Linked DNA regions of Oryctolagus cuniculus: region 2 is linked to region 1. A link is a contact called in public Micro-C data. All regions are on one chromosome and are shown on one strand. Each heading gives the region's core, a stretch centred on a gene start, on an enhancer-like site or on the middle of the called end of the contact. The rest is flanking DNA. Distances are from core to core; before and after follow the strand shown.

Region 1 (6,762 bases), core at 4,105-6,604:
CTACAAGCTTCGGTCTCCTCCTCCATACAGTGTTAAAATATAACAACAGCATCTTGAATTGTATTTGTAATAATGAGGAAGTCGTCCTCATAGCTTGGTATATTAAGGAAATTATCCTGGATCTCTATGTAGGGTCTAGGATTCAGGTGACAGGATACAAATGGCCCCTTGCAAATCCAGCAACAGTTATTAAATTGCAATCATGCCAAAATGTAACTTTAAAAAAAATTGAGTTGAAAAATATAAAAGTTGTACTCTTCAGCATGCAGTGTGCATCTTGAGGAGAAAGACAGTTTCTTCATTTATTTATTGCAGAAACAGTTCCAGGACACCTAGCATGTGCCAGGCACTGTGGCAGGTGTGAACCAGTTTCATAGAGTCCCTGCATACTGGAGTCCTCAAATGGATGGCAGATAGGTCACATAAAAGGAAATGCATCACCACAAAGATTGTATGTGGGAAAAGTGCCACTAATGACATCAAGCTGATGTTGTGGCAGAGAATAATAGGATGGACGCTTACATTAGACAGAAGAGTGAGGAAACCTGTTAGGACAAGGTGATGTTTGAGACCAGAAGGATGACATGGACACCGTCTTGTAAACAACCAGGCAGAGAATCAAGGTACTGGTAAACACAGAGGTGCAGGACCGGCCCTGTGACGTGGAGGGTAAGGCCACCGCCTACAGGGCTGACATCCCATATGAGGGCTGGTTCAAGTCCCAGCTGCTCTACTTCTGACCCAGCTCTCTGCTATGTCGTGGGAAAGCAGTAGAAGTGACCCAAGTCCTTGGGCCCCTGCCCCCTTTTGGGAGACCAGGAAGAAACTCCAGGCTTCGGATCGGTGCAGTTCCGGCCATTGCAGCCATCTGGGGAGTGAACCAGCAGATGGAAGACCTCTCTCTGCCTCTCTGTAACTCTGCCTTTCAAATAAATAAATCTTAAAAAAACAAAAAACAAACAAAAAAAACCAAAAAACAAAAAACAAACAAACAAACAAAAAAACAAAACCAGAGAGGTCCTGGTGCAGGTAGGACTGCTCATGGGTCACAAAGCTCTGAATTTCTTCCACCTACACTGGCTGGAGTCCCTCCTCTTGTGTTTTGCTGGCTGCTGCCTTTCTGACTTAGTCTTATAGTATGAGTAGGGCTCCAGATTGAGGCCCTGTATAGTTATATTCACTTGATATTGCAGCCTAAAAAGATGCTGGGACAGCCCTCCCTTTTGCACACGTCTGCCACAGACTGCATCTTACTTGCTGTGACTTAGCCATTCAATCAACACTGACCTTGACATTTATATCATTCTGATTTCTTTGCCTACTTTTTTATTTTTGGCCTCAGGTCCTTAGTGAAGAGATGCTGACATAAAATAGATGTTCAAAAATTACTTGATGACTTTTTGGATGAATTTCTTTAGAGCATCAGAGAGCTGATTTTTTGTTTGTGGCTTGCTTTTGGATTTAACCTAGGCAGGACTCGGGGAGAGGAAACTGGATGGGCTTTTGAGGAGAATGGTGTGGTGCCTGGATTGGCACTCAGTTGCAGAAGGGCTGCTTCTGGCTATACCACTCATTGGTGACATGATTTTGCATAAGTCATCCATTTGAGCCTTGACATCCTCAACTGAGAATGCAGGTTTTGGTACTAATATGTTTCAATGACTTTTTTCCCCTTAAGGATTCACCGGGTATCACTCTTTGCTACCCCTTCTGTAATCCCATGAACTCAGTGTATGCAATAATGATGCCTTCCTTGATAGGTTTTTCATTTTCAAAGCTCTTTCATACACTTTCTCATTTGGTTTTAACCAGTCATAAAAGGTGTGTAAGAAATGTATATATATTTTTAACATCTGAGATGTGAAACTTGCCCAAAATCAAGAAAAGAAAGTAACATTTGTGTGCACCTTACTGACTGTAGGTGGCAGAATGAATTAGATAGGCTCTCTGCCATGTAGGAAGGAAATCGATTGTTTCTCCTCTAGAACAGCGTCTATATACATACATATGTATATATATATATATATATTAGCAATGGTTTTGGCAACATTGAAATTTTTAAAGTACTTTTTTCTTGTTAAATACTTGAGCTGTAGAATCAGAAATGTACTCAGGTGAGCTCAGCTGGGGAAGGGGAACACTGCAGGAGCTAGCTGGCTCACAGTAATTGGGAAAATATCTGCAGGCATTTCTTCCTAGAACTTGTTTGCTTGCTGTTCTCCAACTCCCAAGACCTTCTCTCTTATCTGAAGAGCAGTTTCCTCTGCTTACTCATAGTTCTTGTTTCCCTAATAGCCGTGGCTGTCACATGGTGTGGCTTCCTGGCACTGGCATCGGCCACCTGATTCCAAGACATGTCCAATCCATCACTCACCATAGACCAATGTCCATCTCTTCCTCTTATCACTCCTGTGGTCCAATCTGCTGGGGCTGGAAGGCAGGATAGGAAGGAGATGTGCGGCAACACATCAAGTTCTACCTTGCTATGGACTAAGTGTTAGGGCCCTCCTCCGTGCCCCCATTCATATGCTGAAGCCCTAACTTCCTGGTAGCAGGAAATGGGGTCTCTGGGAGGAAGTTGGTTTGAGATGAAGTCATGAGGGTGAAGCCCCCATGATGACATTAATATTCTTACAAGATGAGAGACCTGAGTGCTCTCTGTTTCTCCCATGTGAAGATAAAGTGAGAAGTCAGTCAAATGCAAGTCAAGAAGAGAGTACTTCCCAGAACCCAACCACACCAGCCTTTGATCTCAGACTCCCCAGCCTCCAGGACTATGAAAACAAATGTCTGCTCTTTCAGTCACCCAGTGTATGGTGTTCTGTTACAGCAGCCCCAGCTGACTGGGGCATACCTCTCTGTCAGCATCCAGGCAGGTTACAAGGCAGGGGAATCTGTAGATGAAACAAGGCACTCCAAAACATATCTGGTACTTTTTTTTTTTAATTTAAATTTCACAGGGTCCTTTTAAGGCTCTCTAAAAAGCCTCCAGTCCCCACATGTATATTAGAAAGTATCTATTCTCTGACAGCTCAAGAAAAGAACAAAGCCCACATTTATTCCTTAATTTAAAAGAGAAGTGTAGTTACATGGCTGATTGTGGGGTCAAAAAATCAGTCATTGAGTAAAAAGTTACTAGACTGGTAATTGGGAATCCTTAGACCCAAAACCTGATCCTACCACTGATTTCTCTGTAGAATCATTTATTGCCTTTGAAATTCAGAGGAAGGGGGAATCTTAAAAACCTAAAAGTGAAAAGGGACTTCATGGGATTATCTAATCTATACTCTGCATTTTACAGCAAAAGTCATTGACATTGAGCCTTAGGTCACAGAGCTGATTAGAGGTAGAGCCAAGGGAACTTTTCTCTCAAGCCAACATTTGTGATCTTTTCATCACATCATTTTAGTAGGGTCTGCAGAGAGGTTTTATGTGGAGAACCACAGATAATGCTTGTGATAACACGGAGTCAAGTGGTACCTAAATGTAAAATACTATTTTAAGATGAGAACATGGAATCTTCACAACGTGTGAATGGAGAGGAAAACAATCTGCAAATGCCCTAATTCTTTTTCTGTAAAAACTTACACATAAAGAAAAGATCCTGAAAATTGATCTCAACTGTTATTGCCACACATTTTTGACATAATTGGAGATTAGGATGTTCCCATTGACAGATGGCATGAAGGAACGTGGAAGTTAAAGTGGACTCTGATGACAGACTGCCTGGTTTCAGAGATGGGCTCCTTCATAATAGTGATGGTTGTGACTTCAGCAAGTTTGTCTCAGTTACTAAACTGCTGCCTTGGGTCAAGCTACTCCATTTTACTTGGTTCTGTTTTTCTTAATGTTAAGAGAGTAGTTACCCCCTTCACAGAGTCATTCTCAGGATTAAAATGGCCAATATTTATGAAATTCTTAGCACAATGTTTGGCACACATGAAACACACTCTCTGTTACTTGTTATCACTGGCTTTTTCCTGTTGGGAGACGTAAAGACTGTTCTATTAAAATAAGGAATCCTCCATTTAAAGTTCTGTTGGCTAGATTAGAGATATTAGTTCATCAAACTGTTAGAGATGGAAAGAAATCTATTTTTTAGTAAGTGGCAAGTTTTAAAGTTTTATTTTTTTATTTTTAAAGATTTATTTATTTGAAAAGCAGAGTTAGAAAGTCAAGGAGACACAAATATCTTCCACCGGCTGGTTCACTCCACGAATGGCTTCAAAGGATGGGTTTGGGACAACCCAAGATAGAAGCCTGGCCCTCCATCCCAGTTTCCCACATTGCTATTGGGGCCCAAGTAGTTGAGTCTTCTGTGGCTGCCTTCCCAGGAGCATTAGTAAGGAGCTGTATTAGAAGTGGTAGCTTAACCCACTGCCCCACAACCACGGCCTTTTGTTTTGGTGTTCAAGGTTTGCTTATTTCCTCGACAGAGAGCGTGAGCCCAGCTGTGGTTCACTCCCTACAGGGCCCCAACGGAAGGGGCAGGACAAGCCCAAACCAGCAACCAGCAACTCCATCTGGGTCTCTGGACCATCTTGGCTGCTTTCCCAGGAGCCTCAGCAGGGAGCTGGGTCGGAAGTGGAGCAGCCAGTGTTGGGAAGTGCTCTGAAATGGGATGTCCACGTCGCCGGCAGTGGCTTAACCACTGCGCCGCAGGGTATGCCTGTAAATACTGAAGTGATTCCAGCGTTATCCACGTCCTGTGCAAAATTCGTAAAGTGGGCTTTGCTATTTGCGTCTGACCAGAAAACAACCTCCAGAAGGTAACTGCTTGGCCAGAACTGTCAGTTGAGTCAGTCATGCCTTGTGGTATAAAGTCGATCTGAGTGTACAAAGCAATCAATCAATGTCTTCTCCAAGTGACCACTTCCCGGACTGACCAAGTTCTCACGCCTATAGAAAGTGGGGGCGGGGGCGGCGGCGGCCGGGAGGGACCCCTTGCCGCTCGAGCCTCGCCACGGAACCCGCTCCACACCGCAGAAGATCCCGGGCTCGGGTTTGCGGTTGGGGAGGCCGCCGCGGCCTCTTCCGAGCCTTCCTCAGGTTGGGGGGGGTCGGGGGATTTGATTCCCCCGCGTTAAGTCTGTGGAGTTTAATTCGTGTATTTATTCAGGAACTACACTTTCGTGTCAAAGAGCAGGGACGGCCAAGGAACCGGAGCAGCACGAAGCGCGCGCAGGAGGGCCAGGCCGGCCGTCGACGCCGGCACCGAGCACTCTCTGCGCCGCTCCACGCGCGACGGACCCCGTCGCCCGCCGGCGCTCCCGGAGGAGGCGTGGCCGGCGCGCGCCGCCATCTTGGCGGCCTCTCTAGGCCATCTGTTTACCACTCTATGGTCGCCCGCTCCCGCCCCGCCCCTCCCCAGTCATTGTCTGGAGGAGCAGCCGCGGCCGCAGCGCCTTCTCTTTATAAGCCCGCAGTGCCCGGATGTGAATGGATTACAATGTATCTTTCAGGGAAACCTATTATTATCAATGTGACTCCACGGGGGAGTCAATGGTGATGAGGAGGAGGAGGAGGATGATGATGAGACACCTCTAAACTTGGAGCAAGTTTAAGACTTTCTAAGAGGAGAAGAAAAAACACCCACCAACGAGATTTGTTTGAGGAACAATTCTAACTACCCAGTGTTGATTTTTTTTTATAAACCATAAGAAAAAGTTGTTGGATTTTTTTTAATGAATTCTTTTTTTGGGGAGGGCATTTTGTTGCAGTTTTATGGTGGAAAATGCAAAAAGCAGAGCCAGGTGCATGATCCTGTAATCTGTGGATATCCCTGGAGCAGGACTGAGTACCAGTTAAAATACTTTTTTGGGGGATACACATGTGAGATACTAAGTACTTGCAGAAGATTTTTGTCTCTCTTTTTAAAGTCTTTTTCCTTGGAATATTGTGAACATATTTGTGGCCACTTAAGGTAACGTTACTATTTGCTGTCAGAGTAAACTGTTTGTAATTGAATTGAATTTTTAAAATGTCGATCCCAGTGTTTTATGAAAACAAAAGGAACAACCTATGGAATAATCGCCAGTGGGAAAAAGTGTGTGCATGCATCTTGTGTGTGTGCTCGCTCCTCTAGCGATTCCAGGGTGTGTGGAGTGTGCTAGCACACGTTGGAATAACTATGTTGCCTAGGCTGGATAAAGCACGCTTGTTACTACCAGACGATAGGACGGTGAAGCTGGATTTTTATCCTGAAAAGTGATGTGGAAAAGTATGTTTTAGGAGCATGCAGGGCCTATGATGTGAAATGTGGAATTAAAAAACAGCGCGGGCGAATGGGGACTTCGCGTGCCTAGGAACTCAAGTGTGAAAACAAAACAACATCCATCCCCCCAAATTGCCTTTTTTTTTTTTTCCTCTTCTTGCGAAGTTTTTAGCCGTACTATTCTGTGAGTCCAAAGGGAGGGGGAATAGAGTGGGCAATGCAGGGCTCGCCCCCGACGCAGAACTACCCGGACGGAGGTCTCCCCGGCCAAATGCGGCTGGGTTTCTCTGTGGAAAGGGAAAATACGGTTGCTCTTGGCAAAGTCTTTTCGCATCACGTGTATCGCAGCCTGGTATAAACTTGCTTTGCCGTGTGTGGCCGTGCGAGCGCGAGGGGACGGGAGTGGGGGCGAGGGCGGGATGTGAACTCGAACACATTTCAAAGTGGCTCCGAGGGATGGAACGGGCCAGCGCCGACCTGGGCAGGCTGCAGACCGTAACCGAAAAATGAGGTGCTCCGCGAATTTTCGTTCGTGTTTTTTGGCGAGG
Region 2 (6,295 bases), core at 2,384-4,883, 200 kb after region 1:
ACAGATCCCAATGAGAAATTTAAGCCAGTGGGAACGTTGCCAAATAAATAGTCAAAAATGATTTTCTATCAGTTTAAATAAAATTCAAAATTTGAGCTTATGTTAGAAAATCACAAACATAGATCAGCACAGTGAATTCTTCCTGTGAAGGTTTTTTGTTTGTTTGTTTGTTTGTTTAAATAACAGTAGTTCCTAAAGTTCATCAGGATTTGCATTACTTGATTTAAAAAGGATGTGGGCCAGGATTTGCATTCAAATACGTTTGGGAAACATTGTTTTAACTAAATCAAGTGTCTTCACTGCAGGACTTCTCAGAGCCTTCAGCGCACTAAGATATGATGTAAATTTCTAAGGGAAGGTTTTGGATAGCTTTTAACATTTCCCAGATCCCTTTAATTAGTCTCCTTTTTGGTTTTTTGGAGCTGGTTATGGGATTGCTATTCCATAGAAGACACTTATTTGTGATGCAGGATTGCCCTTTATTAGAATTATATTCTTACTTTTGCTTTTCTCCATATATTTTACTAGGAAGTCAGAGTCCTCACATAGGGAATGTGTAGAAACTCAGTTTTCTGCCATGTTTTTGTTAATTAGTTGCTTCGAGTTAACGTGGAGATGGTAGCAGTTAATTGTGAGACGTCACAGATTCTGTGTATATCATTTGTACAGCCATAAAGTACCCAGAGACCTTTTAAGAATAAAACACCATGTAAATGTAAATTATCACCGCCTATAAGACACTTTCATTAATTTCATATCAAATTCATGAGTGTTTTGAGCTCTGGGATTTGAGAGACTTTGGTATTGGGCCTCTTCATTTATTTATACATTCTTTTCAGAGTTTATACACGAGCAACATAGCATAGTGCTAAGACCACAGCCTCGGGAAACACACTTGCCAGGGTTTGCCCCTATATCTGTGTGGCCTTGGGCAGTTTATACCTTAGTTTCCTCATCTGTAAAATGGAGTTGTGGCACTAGGGTTGTTGTGCAGACCGAATGAGTCAATTTTCATGGAACCCTTTGGGTTGTGGCTGATAAAAGATAAGGAGTCAGCTGCTCTTATTTGAGTATAGCAGGAAAGGCAGACATGGAAAAAATTAAAGGACTATAAATAATAAGAGCATGTATATTTTCTGAACCACTGAAAATTCCAGTCATTGTTTAATGAAGTAGCCCTTTCAATGTACTTTTTGGAAAAAAAAAATCATCGGGTAACTGGAAATGGGTGAGGGCTGGGGCCAGGGACAGAAATTTATTCTGAGTCAAGCATGTTTATGATGAGTTCTGTAGTCTGATGCTGGGGAACAAAAGGCTCATTCTTCAGTCCCCAGAATGAGGACTAACAGTGAAACAGCCTTGCTTAGTATTGTCCTGCAGCATCAGATAACTTTCATCAAGGGTTGTCACAGGATGATGTGTTCCACCACACAGGTGCTTCGGTTTCAGTAGTGGGAGAAGCACTTAGCATTTATAGATCTTTTTTTTAAAAAAAAGTGGCCTTTTACTAACGACAGGATGCAAACCCAAACATGACCTGTTATTATCCCACTGGCCAACCACCAGAAGGATTGTCTGTGTCCCAGATTATCTCCAGAAATTATTTTATTGACAAGTTGTACTTCTCTGTCTCTAGTTTTGTCCACGGGGCTTGGAGCAGTCGCATGTGTCCAGGTGCGCTAATCTACCAAAGAGGATGCTCCTGGAAGCAGCCCTGTGCATGGAGTGGATTTATGAGACCATTTTTCCCCTTCATGTAATATTTTCATTGTTGTCCAATTCCCTTACAATAGGAAACCATGGGTATGTTGGAAGAAAAATCGGAAGTCAAATAGCAAATATAATACAAAAAATAAAAAAGCAATAAAACCTGAATTCTGTAGACATTTGTTATACATAGTGCTCCCAAGTTAAAAAAAAAGAACACAGTTTTTTCATCTCCTTCTTGGGACAGCAAGATAAAAGCTTATTAAATAGATCAGCAGAAGTATCTGTGTTTGGAAAAAAGGAGAAAGTTGCTTGTATTTTCTGCTTCGAACAGTTATTCAGGGGCAACAGCAGAAGCAAGAGAGTCCTTTATTCCTGCCATTTGGCCCTTCCTAATAATCAGATTCGCATGCAGGTTTTAGCAGCGGGATGGGCTCAGTTGGGACAGCACACGTGTTGCCTTTCTGGATTGTTTGCTCACTGTCGACTCGGACTTGTTCTAGAGGAGGCTGCCGGTTGACCTCCTTTGTCTCCAGCAGGATTGATTGATTGACGGATGTTGTGTCTGTTCATTTTCTGCATTCTTCTCATTTCGTCGAAAAAACTGTGGTGTGGTATCCCATGTTCCTCACACACATCATTTTTGCAGAAGAAATTTGTTTAGCCAATATGTCACCTTAGTTTATGAAATCTTCTCTCGCTTTTGTTCAGCCCCCAGTGCTCTGGTTAGGTCATACCATTCGTTTCATGCACGGAGAGCATCACCAGCAGCAAAATTTAACATTTGGTCCTTTTAGGTATAAAAATGAATCAAATCCCTGACAAGATTTATTTATGGTTTATATTTCAGGAGCCACCCCCCCCCCAACTACACATGCACCCTTTTATGAGCATACAGCAAATGTTACTAACGGGTACTTTTAGTTTTTAAAATATGGACAACAGTACTCCATGCAGTAAAAGATTTGAGCGATTAATGCTACCCTTATGCCTCTTTTGAGTAGTTTTAGCCATGGGGCTTGGCACTGCCACCATTGTCTTTGTGCCAAAAAATATCCGCAGCGGCTGTCGCATTCTAGTACTGGAGGGTTGTCTCGAAAATTCTGCAGTGAGCGCGCAGGGTTTGTTCATCACCGCTATGTCTTTAAAATATTGGAAAAATAGAACCTTAGCTCTTTCGAAGCTCTGTTGTGGTTGTGGGGCTGGTGGAGGTGGGGGGGGGGGTGAAGAATGGAGAAAGGAGGAATGAAGCTGTTGGCACCAGCCCCTTGGTGTAAGTGACAGAATTCCATGCCTAGCATAGAGCAAACATACATATTTAGGAGCTTTTGTGTTCATCAGCTCACATAGGTACTTAAAGAGTCCCCCTCAACAGTGTCATTAGTGCTTTTGGAAATTTTGTTATCTGAAACAAATGTTCCAGTGAATTTTAAGCAGAAAGTCAACATCAAGACCATAGCTAATTTTTAATGGACAATTTACACAAAAGGTACAGGTTTTTTTTTTTTTTTTTTTTTTCCCCCCAGAAACGGAGGTGTCATTTTAAAATGGCTGCTTTTTATCCTTGGGAGATGATCGGAGTTGCTCTCTTCTGTTGGGGAAGGTGCTTGGGTTTTATCCACAATCCCTGCTTATTTTGCTCCCAAACAGGGGTTTGGGCTCCGAGGGCAGATTTATAGTTGAATTTGGGAACAAAAAGATGTAATAAAGTTAAAGGCTTACACAATCAGAATGAAATGTGTTTGCTCCTGATCTCTGGAGCGATCTATTTGATGGTAAAAGTGGATGCTACAGATGAAATCTTCACAAGGAGCATAATCCTTCAAAAAAAAAAAAAAAAAAAAGGCAGGGCCACCTCCCAGCCTCCTGCTGGCTGCGCTGCCTCTTTGGTACCTCGCAGACTTCGACAGAGTCCTGGACGGGTGCCCATTGATGTCATGGAAACACTCAAATTACTGAGAATGATTCATGTCTATGCTGGTCTCTTATCCTCCCCCACACAAACAGGAGTAGATTTTTAACCCTGACAACTTGTAATTTGCAGTGGGTTTATTTTTGTATCTGGATAAATATTTTTTAACAAGCAAAATTAAGATTAAGCAGTCTGTATCTGATATGATAGTAAAGAGTACTTGGGGGACTCTGTGCACCAGGGTTTCAGAATCTTCTCCCTGCACCCTCTTCGTTGTCTCACTTCCAAACCACCCCCTGCCGCCGCCGCCCCCCAGCCCCATGGTCTTCCCTTCCTGCTCTTCCTCTTTCTTTCTTTCTCTCCCACCTATTCCACTGTCTTTTTGAAATCTTCTCATTTGCATTGCTCCTCTAGCTTTAAAATAATGGAAAGAATCACCCCAACTTCTGGGTGTGAAGTGAGGCAGATCCTGGTAGGAAAATGCTCCTTTCCAGCTCTGTGTCCTGGAGTAGAATTAGGAAATGATGCTGGCTGGTGAAATTCTGCAGGGGGTCACTTGGGTAATTCCTTTTAGAGGAAAAAAAGTAGGTGGTCTTTCTTACTCCTGTTGTATTTTACAGTTCAGTGTTTAGAAATTACAAAACCAGGACGTATGATCTTCAGTTTCCTTTGAAGTCAGAGCAGATTCTATTGTATTTATCTTTCTGTTTTGCTGCCTTTCTACCTGTCTGCCTGCCCATCTACCTGTCTGCCTGTTGCCGAACAAGTGAATATTATGTCACAGTGAATTATGCAGTGGTTGCATAGAGGATTTTTTAGATGCAAGAGGTTAAAGAAGGACACGTGTCCTTTGATACAATGCACAAAACTATTTGTTAGTAACATTTATGAAGACAAGCTAAAGGGTGTAAGCAGCTTCAATTTGACTTACACAATGAGTGACTATGTATGATCATTTACTCTGCTTGTACAGGAAAGTGCATTTTTGCTTCAATGTGAAAGCCCCATACAATGAAACTTACTCTCTTAAATCTCTCAGGACAGGCAGTCTGGGGGATGGTATCTTATTTCGCTGGAATTGAAACTGATATGAGCATTGATTTTATACTTTGCACTGAACACTAGACCAGAAGTGGGGTTGAGGGGATGTTTTCCTAAGTTTGCAATTCATTGAAATCAGTAGAAAAGTTAATATTGGACAAGGGAGGGTTAATTCTTAAGACTCAGGTTGGCTTTCTTTGCAAATCACCTTCCATGTGGATTGAATTTATCAGATCCACTCTTTGTGTAGTAGAAGGAAGGCACGTTCTGATAGTTGACTGAAAGATGAAAAGACTACTGTTACTTTTAGCATTTGTGTTCACTTGGGTTGAGAGAGGAAAACTTGGGGGCTGTAAACTCTAGAAGGTTGTCCGTTCAGTCCCTCCAAATACAAGTTTTGAATTTTCCCAGTGGGAAAAGAATAGTGCCATGTAGCTCTACTCTAGAAGAAAGAAGCGTCCTTCAGTCTTGAGTGGGGTAGGATCCTGGGCACTTGACTGCCTCACTACCCCCTTTTAAGTCCTGGTACAGACAATTTTCTGTGATGACTTTTCCTGTTGTTAGTTGTATTCTACTGCTTAGATGTCTTATAATGCGATTTCATTATCTATCCTGCCGTTTTTTCAGGCTAAGTATACTTTCAAAAGAAACTAATGTGCATTCTTGATTTTATCCTTTGATATGGCCCAATAGCATTTGAGGCTCTATACATCTCTGTGGAGAAGTCTACAGATAAAAATTAGGTTGTCAGAATTGGAACAAGACGTTTTCATATCCCTGGATACTTGTGCTGCTGAGTCTACTGGTAGAATGTGAACTTGGGTTCAGAGTGGACAAAAGTCATTAACCCTCCTTCTCCAATGTAAATTTCATCATCATCTTGATTGTGATGGGACTTACTTTACCCCAGGGAAAGGGAGGAGAGAGAGAGAGAGAGAGAAGGGGAGAGAGAAAGAAAGAGTAAAGGGGAGAGAGAGAGAGAGAGAGATTCAGAATTTTGAGTAGTTTCTTTGCTAAATTCACCATCTGGAGAGCCTGTGATTGATTAGCTTTGGCCTCACCATTAAGTGTCAATATAATCAATGGGAATTACTAGGCTAGGGTCATTACATAGATAATTTGCCTGCTGTGTAAATAAAAATGAAATTGTTTAAATTTCGGGAGAGAGAAAGAAAGTGAAAATAAGGACTGACAATTTGTTTGTTAGAGAAAGTGGAGGCCATTGGAATGACAGTTTTTGGAAGTGTGGAGCAGTTTGGCTAAGAATAGGAATGAAGGATATTTTTTTCCAGTTTATCATAGTCAGAGTGAGGAAGTGCTGTTCCCTCTCTTGCTTGCATACATTGCCTACTTTACGTATGTAAACATCGGAGAAGAGAAGTAGATGCCTGTTACCTGCAGGAGGATTTTTTTACAAGGAAAAACATCATTTACACTTTTTTGTTATTTCTCTTGGCAGGTAAAACAGAAAGAGGCTCCTACTCATCTTATGGGAGAGAATCAAACTTACAGGGTTGCCACCAGGTAAGTGAGAATCTGGGTTGAGGAAGGGTTTGGGAGGATGGACCTGGAAAATCAGTTTGTTTTGTAACTGTGGCTATACGTGTTCAGCTGTGACACTGAGATGTACTGAAA

Evidence for each region. A called contact is a pair of places that touch in the nucleus more often than the background predicts.
Region 2: a Micro-C map of ear pinna shows a contact between it and region 1, with 3 times the contacts expected there. The contact joins the enhancer-like site here to the promoter of TCF4 in region 1. A contact is called at or near these places in 2 of 6 Hi-C or Micro-C datasets (ear pinna and embryonic fibroblasts).

The regions. Positions count from the first base shown.
Region 1 is chr10:22,696,176-22,702,937 of mOryCun1.1, forward strand. It overlaps TCF4 (transcription factor 4), which reads left to right and starts at 5,355. Exons shown (of 19, transcript XM_051851926.2): 1 at 5,355-5,923.
Region 2 is chr10:22,898,713-22,905,007 of mOryCun1.1, forward strand. TCF4 (transcription factor 4) reads left to right here. Exons shown (of 19, transcript XM_051851926.2): 5 at 6,120-6,184. Among named protein-coding and RNA genes, the nearest start is that of TCF4, 200 kb to the left of the region's middle. Within about 2 kb of position 3,634, at least 2 of the 8 cell types and tissues checked have an H3K27ac peak or open chromatin away from gene starts, as enhancers often do. A contact at or near this core is called in ear pinna, where this site is marked.